2 separate regions of the Mus musculus genome follow, and region 2 is linked to region 1. A link is a contact called in public Micro-C data. All regions are on one chromosome and are shown on one strand. Each heading gives the region's core, a stretch centred on a gene start, on an enhancer-like site or on the middle of the called end of the contact. The rest is flanking DNA. Distances are from core to core; before and after follow the strand shown.

The links. A called contact is a pair of places that touch in the nucleus more often than the background predicts.
Region 2: a contact with region 1 is called in a Micro-C map of embryonic stem cells, with 1.7 times the contacts expected there. The contact joins the promoter of Tagln here to the enhancer-like site in region 1. A contact is called at or near these places in 2 of 39 promoter capture datasets (the C10 cell line and stem cell-derived epiblast-like cells), 1 of 15 datasets of contacts at CTCF or cohesin (pro-B cells), 6 of 484 Hi-C or Micro-C datasets (the G1E-ER4 cell line, embryonic stem cells and hematopoietic stem and progenitor cells) and 4 of 9 other capture datasets (adipose tissue, embryonic stem cells, liver and 1 more).

Annotation. Positions count from the first base shown.
Region 1 is chr9:45,765,728-45,770,313 of GRCm38.p6, forward strand. It overlaps Cep164 (centrosomal protein 164), which reads right to left. Exons shown (of 30, transcript NM_001081373.3): 28 at 3,682-3,748; 29 at 2,794-2,916; 30 at 1,219-2,636. The coding sequence ends at 2,531. Among named protein-coding and RNA genes, the nearest start is that of Cep164, 61 kb to the right of the region's middle. Within about 2 kb of position 2,929, at least 19 of the 459 cell types and tissues checked have an H3K27ac peak or open chromatin away from gene starts, as enhancers often do. A contact at or near this core is called in embryonic stem cells, where this site is marked.
Region 2 is chr9:45,933,357-45,937,948 of GRCm38.p6, forward strand. Tagln (transgelin) reads right to left here and starts at 2,702. Exons shown (of 5, transcript NM_011526.5): 1 at 2,478-2,702. It overlaps Sidt2 (SID1 transmembrane family, member 2), which reads right to left. Exons shown (of 26, transcript NM_172257.4): 26 at 4,501-4,592.

The sequences.
Region 1 (4,586 bases), core at 1,679-4,178:
TATATATATATATATATATATATATATATATATATAGAGAGAGAGAGAGAGAGAGGCAGAGTTTCACTATGTAGTCCTTGCCGGCCTGAACCTCACTATGTAGACCAGGATAGTCTCATACTCAGAGCTCCACCTGCCTCTGCCTCCTGGGTGCTAGGATTAAATAGGCATGCCACCATGCTTGGCCAAAAACCAGCCCCATTTTCCTTTTTTTTTTTTTTTTTTTTTTTTTTTTTTTGGCTACACTGTGGACTGATCCAGGGCCATATGCATGCTAAGCAAGTAAATTCTGTAATAATGCGTCCCCGGTCCCCAAATTCCAACCCTAGCCCAGGAAGGTTTTGCTATCCCAATTAGAAAACTACTAGTTGCCGGGGACTGTGCTGTGAGCCTGGAGGAGACAGCTGCTGACAATGGGGTGGCTGCACGCAATGGAATTCAAGTTTCAGGAACAGACTCCATCTAGTTCAAATGCTAGTTATTAGCTCTGTGACCTTGACCTCGCTGAGCTTAGACTTTACTTTCTCATCTCTAAAATACCCTAAGGTTAAGATTACAAACAAGAGCATAAGAAAACCACAGCGTGTGGAGGCATGCAACAGATGTTGGCTCACTGCCTCCCCCATCTCCTTGTTCCTTCCTAGGAAGTAGCTAGGACACTAGGCTGAGTTTCCTATACAGATTCCTGAAATATGCTGTGTGGGTTGGTTCTGGTTCTCCGAGCTAGTCCCTTGCCACAAGCTTAGGAATGTACGGAGACTGTTCACCCAGGGGAGCAGGAGAAAAGCCACTTAACCTTGCCAGCTATAGACTGGGGTGCAGGACATGGCATCGTTTACACGGGAAGAAAAAAACCTAGTCTTTGGGGAAATTGCTCGGTGGGTCTCCAGCCTTGCAAGTGGAAAACAGAGAAGTAGGAGACTATAAATGGGAGTGAGCTCTCTGAGGACTGGTGGCAAGAGGAGAGCTGAGGCAGCTTTGGGGAGGGCTCTACATTTTACTAAGGATTGCTAGGCACCTAGATATCTTTGAGCCTTGCTTTTCTGTCACCCATAAAAATGGAGCAGCCCACACCTGCCCCCAACTCCACCCTGTTGGGATAACTAAATCAGATACCCAGGGAGGTATTCCCTGAAGACCCATTGACCCCCACCTTCCTGTCCCTCGGGAAGAAGAACACAAGGCTTCCAAAGAGACCAGCACACTCACAGGACTGCCTCATAGAAAATTGACTTACAGAGATTTAATAGGTGCAAAAAAAAAAAAAAATCACAGGATTGTCACCAGAATTGGTTGTACCACATGAGCGGTTCTCAAGGCACACAGAGTGGAAGAAGTAACAAAACGGACTTTATCTGTGTGTGGTCAGCCGATGACTAAAAAATATCTAAAGGGTAAAAAGCCAACTGGCTGCTCGAGGTTTATTCCACAGCAAAGAAACGAACAATAAATCGGTGAGACCCTGTGGGCTGCGGGGGTAGAGGCAGCCCGCAGCTTCTCAAGACAAGAAAAATGAGGGCATTTTGTTTAAACAAGGAGACAGATGCTGAGAGCATCACCTGCAGCTCCTGCAGAGCCCGCTGAGGGGAAGTTGGGCCGAGGAGGCTTGAGCCAGAAGCACTAGCCAGAAGCACCTGACCCAAGATGGTCCCTGCTGGTGCCAGGCTGGAATCAGTTCCATCCACTGAGCTCTGGACAGAGTTGCTAGTTGGACTGGGCTAGGGGCGGCCCAGATAGAAGGACAGATGGAAATAGGGCTCATAGACACACTCGAGTTAAAGAAGAGAAATATCAAGATGGGGCAGAAGGCATTCCCCTCTTTCCCTATGGCTTTTTTGGCTTCCTGGAAAGATAGGTGCTTGAAACCTGAGGGCAAGGAAGAGCTCCACAGAGCACCCTAAGGGGGGAGAGGGCTGCTCCTGAGAATCGTGAGGAAATCACGGTGCCAGCCGAGGGGAAGGAGACAGAACATCCCTCGGGGCCCCTCTAGCAACATCCAGCCGGGCTCAGGCAGCTGAGCCCAAACTTGTGACAGTCAGAAGACATTTACAAAGAAAAAAAAAGGCAAAAAGAGAGGGACGGGTATGATCCTGTCGGGGCTGAGGTATCCGAAAGGGGCACAGACCCAGCACAGCCAAAGTGCCAGGGCATGCCATGCTAGGAGGCCATGTGAATAAAGGACCACATCCTCAGCAGGGGGCCAACCTCCAAGGAGGATCCCTAAGCCTCCCATAGCAGTCGCTTTAACTAAGGTGTCCACACCCCTGAAGTCTTCAGCAGCCCACATCTCAGTGCCACTTTGGTGCAGAAGCTCGCATATGTCCACATGTTTCTGCTCAGGACAGTCCATGGTTGAAGCGTGCGTGGCCGTCTACAGCCGTACTCTCCACCTATCTAACCCGGTGGTTCCTCTAAGTCCTCGGTGGGGTTCACAACGGAGGACATGCTTGATGAGAGAAATAAAATGTTGGCGGCTCCTCAGGCACTTGTAATAGAGGAGGAGGCCGCCCTGCCCCGCCCCACACGGGGTTCAGTAATGAAACACATTCAGTCTGTTGTTCTCGTCCAGGCCCAGCTGCAGGAGGTTCGATAAGTTCGATGTGGTTGTTGCTTTGGGCGCCGAGGAGAAAAGCTGTCTGGTCACAAAGTGAAGGAAAACTGGACGGCTGAGAGAAAGGGTCTACGGTCCAAAGGGGTATTCTCCGACACCACCGAGGCCGGTGGTGGAGAGCAGGCCAGTCAAGTTGCTATCACCGGGAGGGACTAAAGCTTGGGGACCAGCTAAAAGGATACACCTTGGGGTCGTTCCGGAAATGTTCCAGCCACTTCCGGTTGGAATCGATCAAGCTCTGAATGCTGACACCATCCGTCCTGGGGACTCGAGGGTGGGAGCGCTGCAGGAAGTGGAGCTGCTCACTGGAAAAGGGAGGAGAGCAGGCAGGAAGCTGGCGGCACGCCCGAACGGAGCCCCGCCTCTCTGCGACCCTCTCTCACCTCTGTAAGGCCTCCAGCAATCAAAGGGCCTTCTCTGGTAATGCGGAGGGGCATCAGTTCCCCAAAAGGAAGGTCTTGGCTGCCCTCCACCCCCTTCCTGAGCATCTCATGCAAAGTTTACTCTGGACCTTCGCATCTGTCCATCCTCGGCCGTTCTCATCAGCAAAGAGCTCCCTCTGTCCACCCAGATACTTACACAGCAGCAGCTCTCGGGCTGGCCCAGAGAGCAGAGATAAATTTGTGGGGGTTTACAGTTAGGGCTGAGGTGGCGAGAACAAGATATTTGCCAGAGAGTGAGATGAACAGGAAATGGATAACAGGACCAAATAATCGCTTGCCATAGGAATCAAAGAGTTCAGTGGCAAAGCCGGGTCAGACTCCAGGGCTGGTGGGGCCACGGGATGAGCTGGGCTTCACCTCAGTCTCTCCCCCGATGGGCAACACCTGCAGAGCCCACACACCCTGCCTCACATCCACTGAACCTTGGCAGCGGCGATCTGACTGTTTACTTGCCGTGGTGGAGTTTCTCAGAAAAGGCAAGATGTAGGTGTCTCTGGGCTGGGGACCTGTCTGGGCTCCAGGCCAACAGGATCATGAGGTTTGTTCCCATCTGTCCATGGTGCCATTGGCCCAGGGGGGTACAGTAAAGATCTAAACTGTGAGGCCACACCCAGCGCAGAGACTTACCTTACAGACACATAACCCAGCTTGTTCTCCGGTGGGGGAGGAGAGCCACTGAGCAACGGGATGCCAGCTGGAACAGCAAGAAGATGGGGTCTAAGGGCAGCCCCAGCCCCAGCAGGCCACCTCCACATTCACTACCAGTGCCCCTGCATTCCCAGAAAAGGATGTCCCCAGAACAAACAATGGCAGGGAATGTTGCCATGCTGGAGGTGAGAGACAGGTGACAGACAAGAACTGTCCTGTTTACTTTGATTCTAAAAATTTCGTTTTCAATTTGGGCTGAGCCGAAAGACTTTTTTGTTTTTTACATTTTTTTTCCCTCAAATGGTTGCCTTTCTGACTTATGTTACTCGACAAGGCAAAACTAGGTCCCAGAGCAGAAGCCAGGGCCACGGGGTCATAAGCACAGGGTCAAAACTTGGTATATGACTCACTCATTCGAAGGGTACTCTGGAGTTTACTACTAACCCTCAGAGTCTCAGCTTACTCAGCTATAAAATGGGAACTGTACTGACTGGTTTTGTGTGTCAATTTGACACAAGCTGGAGTTATCACAGAAAAAGGAGCCTGAGCCTCACTTGAGGAAATGCCTCCATGAGATCCAGCTGTAAGGCATTTTCTCAACTAGTGATCAATGAGGGGAGGGCCCCTTGTGGGCAGTGCCATCCCTGGGCTGGTAGTCTTGGGTTCTATAAGACAGCAAGCTGAGCAAGAGAGGGGAAGCAAGCCAGTAAGTAGCACCCCTCCATGGCCTCTGCATCAGCTCCTGCCTCCTGACCTGCTTGAATTCCAGTCTTGCCTTCCTCCTTTGGTGATGAACAGCAGTGTGGAAAGTGTAAGCTGAATAAACCCTTTCCTCCCCAACTTGCTTCTTGATCATGTTTTGTGAAGGAATAGAAACCCTGACT
Region 2 (4,592 bases), core at 1,452-3,951, 170 kb after region 1:
GGAAGATGCAGTCTGTGAACTACAGTGCACCTGGAGCTTAATAGAGCTCTTCGAGATGGGGTGTGTGTGTGTGTGTGTGTGTGTGTGTGTGTGTGTGTGTGTATTGCAGGGTGGAAGGGAGGGGGTACTTTAACCAGTGAGTTTACACAGTAAACTGATCTTCCCTTCTCCAGTTCCCACCACCTTCTCCAAAGCATTCCCTGAGCCCAACACCAACATTGAGAGAAAAACAGAATAACCAGAAGACCTCATTGAAATGACAACCCTATAGGCAACTTACTTCCCTGAGGTGAAGGAAAGGGGACATGGACACGGCTTTCTGAGTACCCTCTCAAGCTACCCTGGAGGACTCAAAAGCCTGGTTTCTGTTGGGAAGTTGTCAACAGCTATTCCCTCCCACACCCCACTGTGTGGCCTGCCCCCTCCCCCCAACCCCCGACCACCACCACCACCAGGAACCGCTGCGACAAGGAACCACAAAAGTCACAGAGTCATGGAGCCGGTGACTGCGGAGCCCCTTCCTCCTAGCCTCTACTCAGCCTGTCTCAAGCACCTTACAGTTTCCTTCTACTCCTGACTGGACAGTGGTGGCGCACGCCTTTAGTCCCAGCACTCGGGAGGCAGAGGCAGGCAGATTTCTGAGTTGGAGGCCAGCCTGATCTACAAAGTGAGTTCCAGGATAGCTAGGGCTATACAGAGAAACCCTGTCTCAAAACAAAAAACCAAACATCACTAGCCACTAGAGGAAAAGATGGGAGGAGAGTGTCCTCACATGCACTTCTCAGTCTCCAGAAAGTTCTGAACTGCAGGACTAAGAACAAGCCGTAGCAACAAGAGCATACACTGCAGCCTTGACATCTGTCAGGTCTGGGTCAGGTCATGCTCTCAAGATTCCATGTGCCCTTCTTCCCAGACTGGTGGGAAGTATGAAGTAGAAAGTCCAAAGAAGGGCTGGAGAGATGGCTCAGCCGTTAAAGGCTAGGCTCACAACCAAAAATACAAGAAAGTCCAGAGAAGTCTCTTTGAGAAGAGGCCAGGAGAGCAAATAAAATATATATGTATGTCCAAATGCCATGATGAAATGTATTACTTTGTATGCTAACTTAAAACAAACAAAAAAACAAAACCAAAAAAAAAAATCACTATAAGAAAAATCAAGCTGTCATCTTAGAGGCAGCAGAGAGGAGAGAGGGATATGGGTGGTGGTTTGGCAGCCCACCAGGGTATTTCTAGACAAAAGCTCCAACGCAAAACACCTGCATGATGCGCAGCTTGGATGCCTGTGGCCATCCAGCCCTCCTGTCAGCAGGTAGAGAGGTTAGGCTGTGGAAAGGGGCCTCCATGTAGCAGAGACCCTGGACAACAAGCAGAACCAGGGTATATCTGCCTGTGGTACCTCAGCCCATAAAATGACAGTAAGGGTGAGCATTTCTGCATCCCTGAGAGATCACACCTAAATTCCAGAAGACTAGTCCTCTTATATAGATGTGGCAACAGCCCACTGACATCCTTTAGAGAGCCCCAAGGGGAACCACCAAGACCCTTTGGGAGGAACAGGGGTCCCAGGGCTGTCCAGTCCCAGTTCCAAAGCTCCTCCACCTGTCACCTATCTGTCACCTATCTGCCACCTGTCACCTATCTGCCTACAGTGGACTGACCTCCTACTTTCAAACTGGACCAAGCTGCCATGAAAAAGCAAACCTTAGCTGGGCAGTGGTGGCACACGCCTTTAATCCCAGCACTTGGGAGGCAGAGGCAGGTAGATTTCTGAGTTCGAGGCCAGCCTGGTCTAAAGAGTGAGTTCCAGAACAGCCAGGGCTACACAGAGAAACCCTGTCTAAAGAAAAGAAAGAAAAAAAGAAAAAGAAAATTAGAAAGAGAGAGTGAAAGAGAGAAAAGGAAAGAAAGAGAGAGAGAGAGAGAGAGAGAGAGAGAGAGAGAGAGAGAGAGAGAGAGAAAAGGAAAGAAAAAGCAGGCCCTATCCCAGGCTAGTCTGAAGCATTAAACTTCTGTGGTAGATGGAGCACATGCCTGCCACACATAGCGCCCTGGGGTTTGATCCCTAGCGCTACAAAAAATAAGATCTTTAGTCCTCCACTGCCTGAGGGGGCTACCTCCTGGCTCCCCCGAGTTGCATTAGCCCTGGGGACCATCAGTGGGTCACTGCTTTCCAGAACTTAGCCCCTCACCTTCTTGGAGATCCAAAGATGGAGTTGTTCCCTTGGCCTCATTTGTCACCTCTTTGGGCCTAACACATAGCCCATACACCTATGGGTGGGACAGTGACTGAAATTTGAGCCTCCCTCTCACCCCATTTATTCTTTTGCCCCAGTCAAATCATCCTAGGCATTTTAACCCAGACTTTTTGTCTAACACAGAGAATGGTCTCTAGGGACCCAATTCCACCCAGCAAACTAGAAGAGACTAGGGGATCTAATTGAGCCCACAGCCCTTCTGCTCCCATGACTTGCACTTACAAGGCTTGGTCGTTTGTGGACTGGAAGGAGAGTAGCTTCGGTGTCTGGGCTGGGGCAGACGGGCCGGGGCGCCGGCTGGGTGAGGGGTTTAAAGGCCGCCTAGGCAGTGATGTCACCCCTCTGCCGCCCGCTGGCGCCCCTCCCTGCCCATGGAAGTCTGCTTGGCTCACCACCCCGGGCCGCCCCACTCACTCCACACAGGCTCCATATTTGGGGAAAGACACCAAGTTGGAGCAGTCTGTCGGGGGCAGCCGGAGACATTCTCTGCATGCTTTGGAGATGCTGCGGGGGTCGGGGCGGGGCGGTGCTGAGGGCGGCCGGGAAAAACCTTTTATGGGCAGGACCCTGAAACCCTTCCTTGTTACCCGGACTTGGGTCTGCTCTTCAATGAGAAAGAAAGGGGGAGGCATTCTAGAGTTTGGCCCGACAAAGGAACCTGCAAGGGACAAACAAGCCACCTTCTTGCAAGGCTTTAAAATCGAGTTGGTGGGAACTAGTCTTGACTGCAGCCTGGCTGCACAACCAGGCACTATGCAAACGCCTTCCTTTCACGTTCCCCTTTATTATGAGATAGCAGTTACCACTCCATTTAACAGTTGAGAAAATTGAGGTTCAAAGTGGCCTTTCCAAGGCTACCAAGTGCATGGCAGAACATGGGTCATCCTGCCCACAGGTATGGTATGCTTCTAGCGGGTGCTTCTCTAGGGAGTGCCTTGTTTAGCAGCAAGTCAACCCTGGCCCCTTCTAGAGCGGTGACAATGGGCGGATGTTTAAGGCCTGGCAAGGCTGGAGACACTAGGGTAAGAGGACTAGGACAGTGTCACCCTCCCTCCCTTCAAAATAGTCCTTATCGTGAAAGATCCTACCACCTCAGAAAGGGTCCCCACTTATCTTGCACCTAGCTTCAGTGGTCTTGGGAAGGGACAGGTGAGACAGGCTCAGGGTTAGGGTTAAAGACAACTGCTATCACACCTGATGGTCTGAGTTCAGTACCCAAGACCAAACACAGTGGAGACAGAACCAGCTCTCCTCTGCCCCTATCTGTGCTATGTCTCACACACTCACTGAATGCAACTTCTTAAAAGGTAAGGCTTTAGTGGTGTCTCTGAGTCCCATCCCCAATTCTGGAAACCTCAGGAAACAGAGAGAGGGAGAGGGAGAGGGAGAAAGGAGTAGAGAGAGGGAAGGAGAGAACCCTCAGGCAGGGTCAGTCTCACCCAGAACTGGCTGCAGGCCAGAGAGGTGCAGCCTCAGACGCTCAATCCACTACAGCCAGCCTGGCTGGTTTAAGCTATTGGTGCATAGAACTCCAGCACCTCCTTGTGGCATCTGAAGGAAGGGTCATAATAAGCTGGAGCTCCTCTAGAGCTCTTGCTTTCCAGCCACTGATTACGTCCTGAATTCACTAGACAGGATTCCCCAAATCCCGTCCTTTTTATAATCTAAATAAAATCTCCCTCCTCGATGGGCACACGCCTTTAATCCCAGCACTCGGGAGGCAGAGGCAGGCAGATTTCTGAGTTCAAGGCCAGCCTGGTCTACAGAGTGGGTTCCAGGAGGGCCAGGGCCACACAGAGAAACCCTGTCTCAAAAAAAACAAACCAAAACCACCCCCCCCCCAAACAACAACAACCCCCCCTCCTCTTAGATCCTGCTTGCCATCCATTCCTGAACAGCCTTTAAAACCTTGGCCTGCAAGGGCTCTGCCCACTTGAGGTGCATCATGGCACAGCCTGGACACCCATCTGCAGAGCTGGCTGGAAAGGATACTGACGTTTACATACGTGGTGGGTAGTCAGGTGCTGTGTGCCTGCTGAAGGGAGGGGTTATCAGGAGAGGGCACAGACACACTTTCAGTATCCTGCTCCTGTAAGCAATGCTTGGAGCAAGGGTCACATGTTTACAGAATCAATGGGTGGCTTGGTGGGATCAAGGAAGGTCATTCCCAATGTAGCCACGCACAGAAACGAGACGGGAAGGCCAAAATAAATGGGACACGGAGGCTCCTGCACCTCCCAACACATCAGTAAGACCCCAAATCCCAGGTCTGGTTGTCTTTATTGAATGTACTCGTTCATAGAAAACAATTGCAACCGTAGCATGGAGGAACATAGA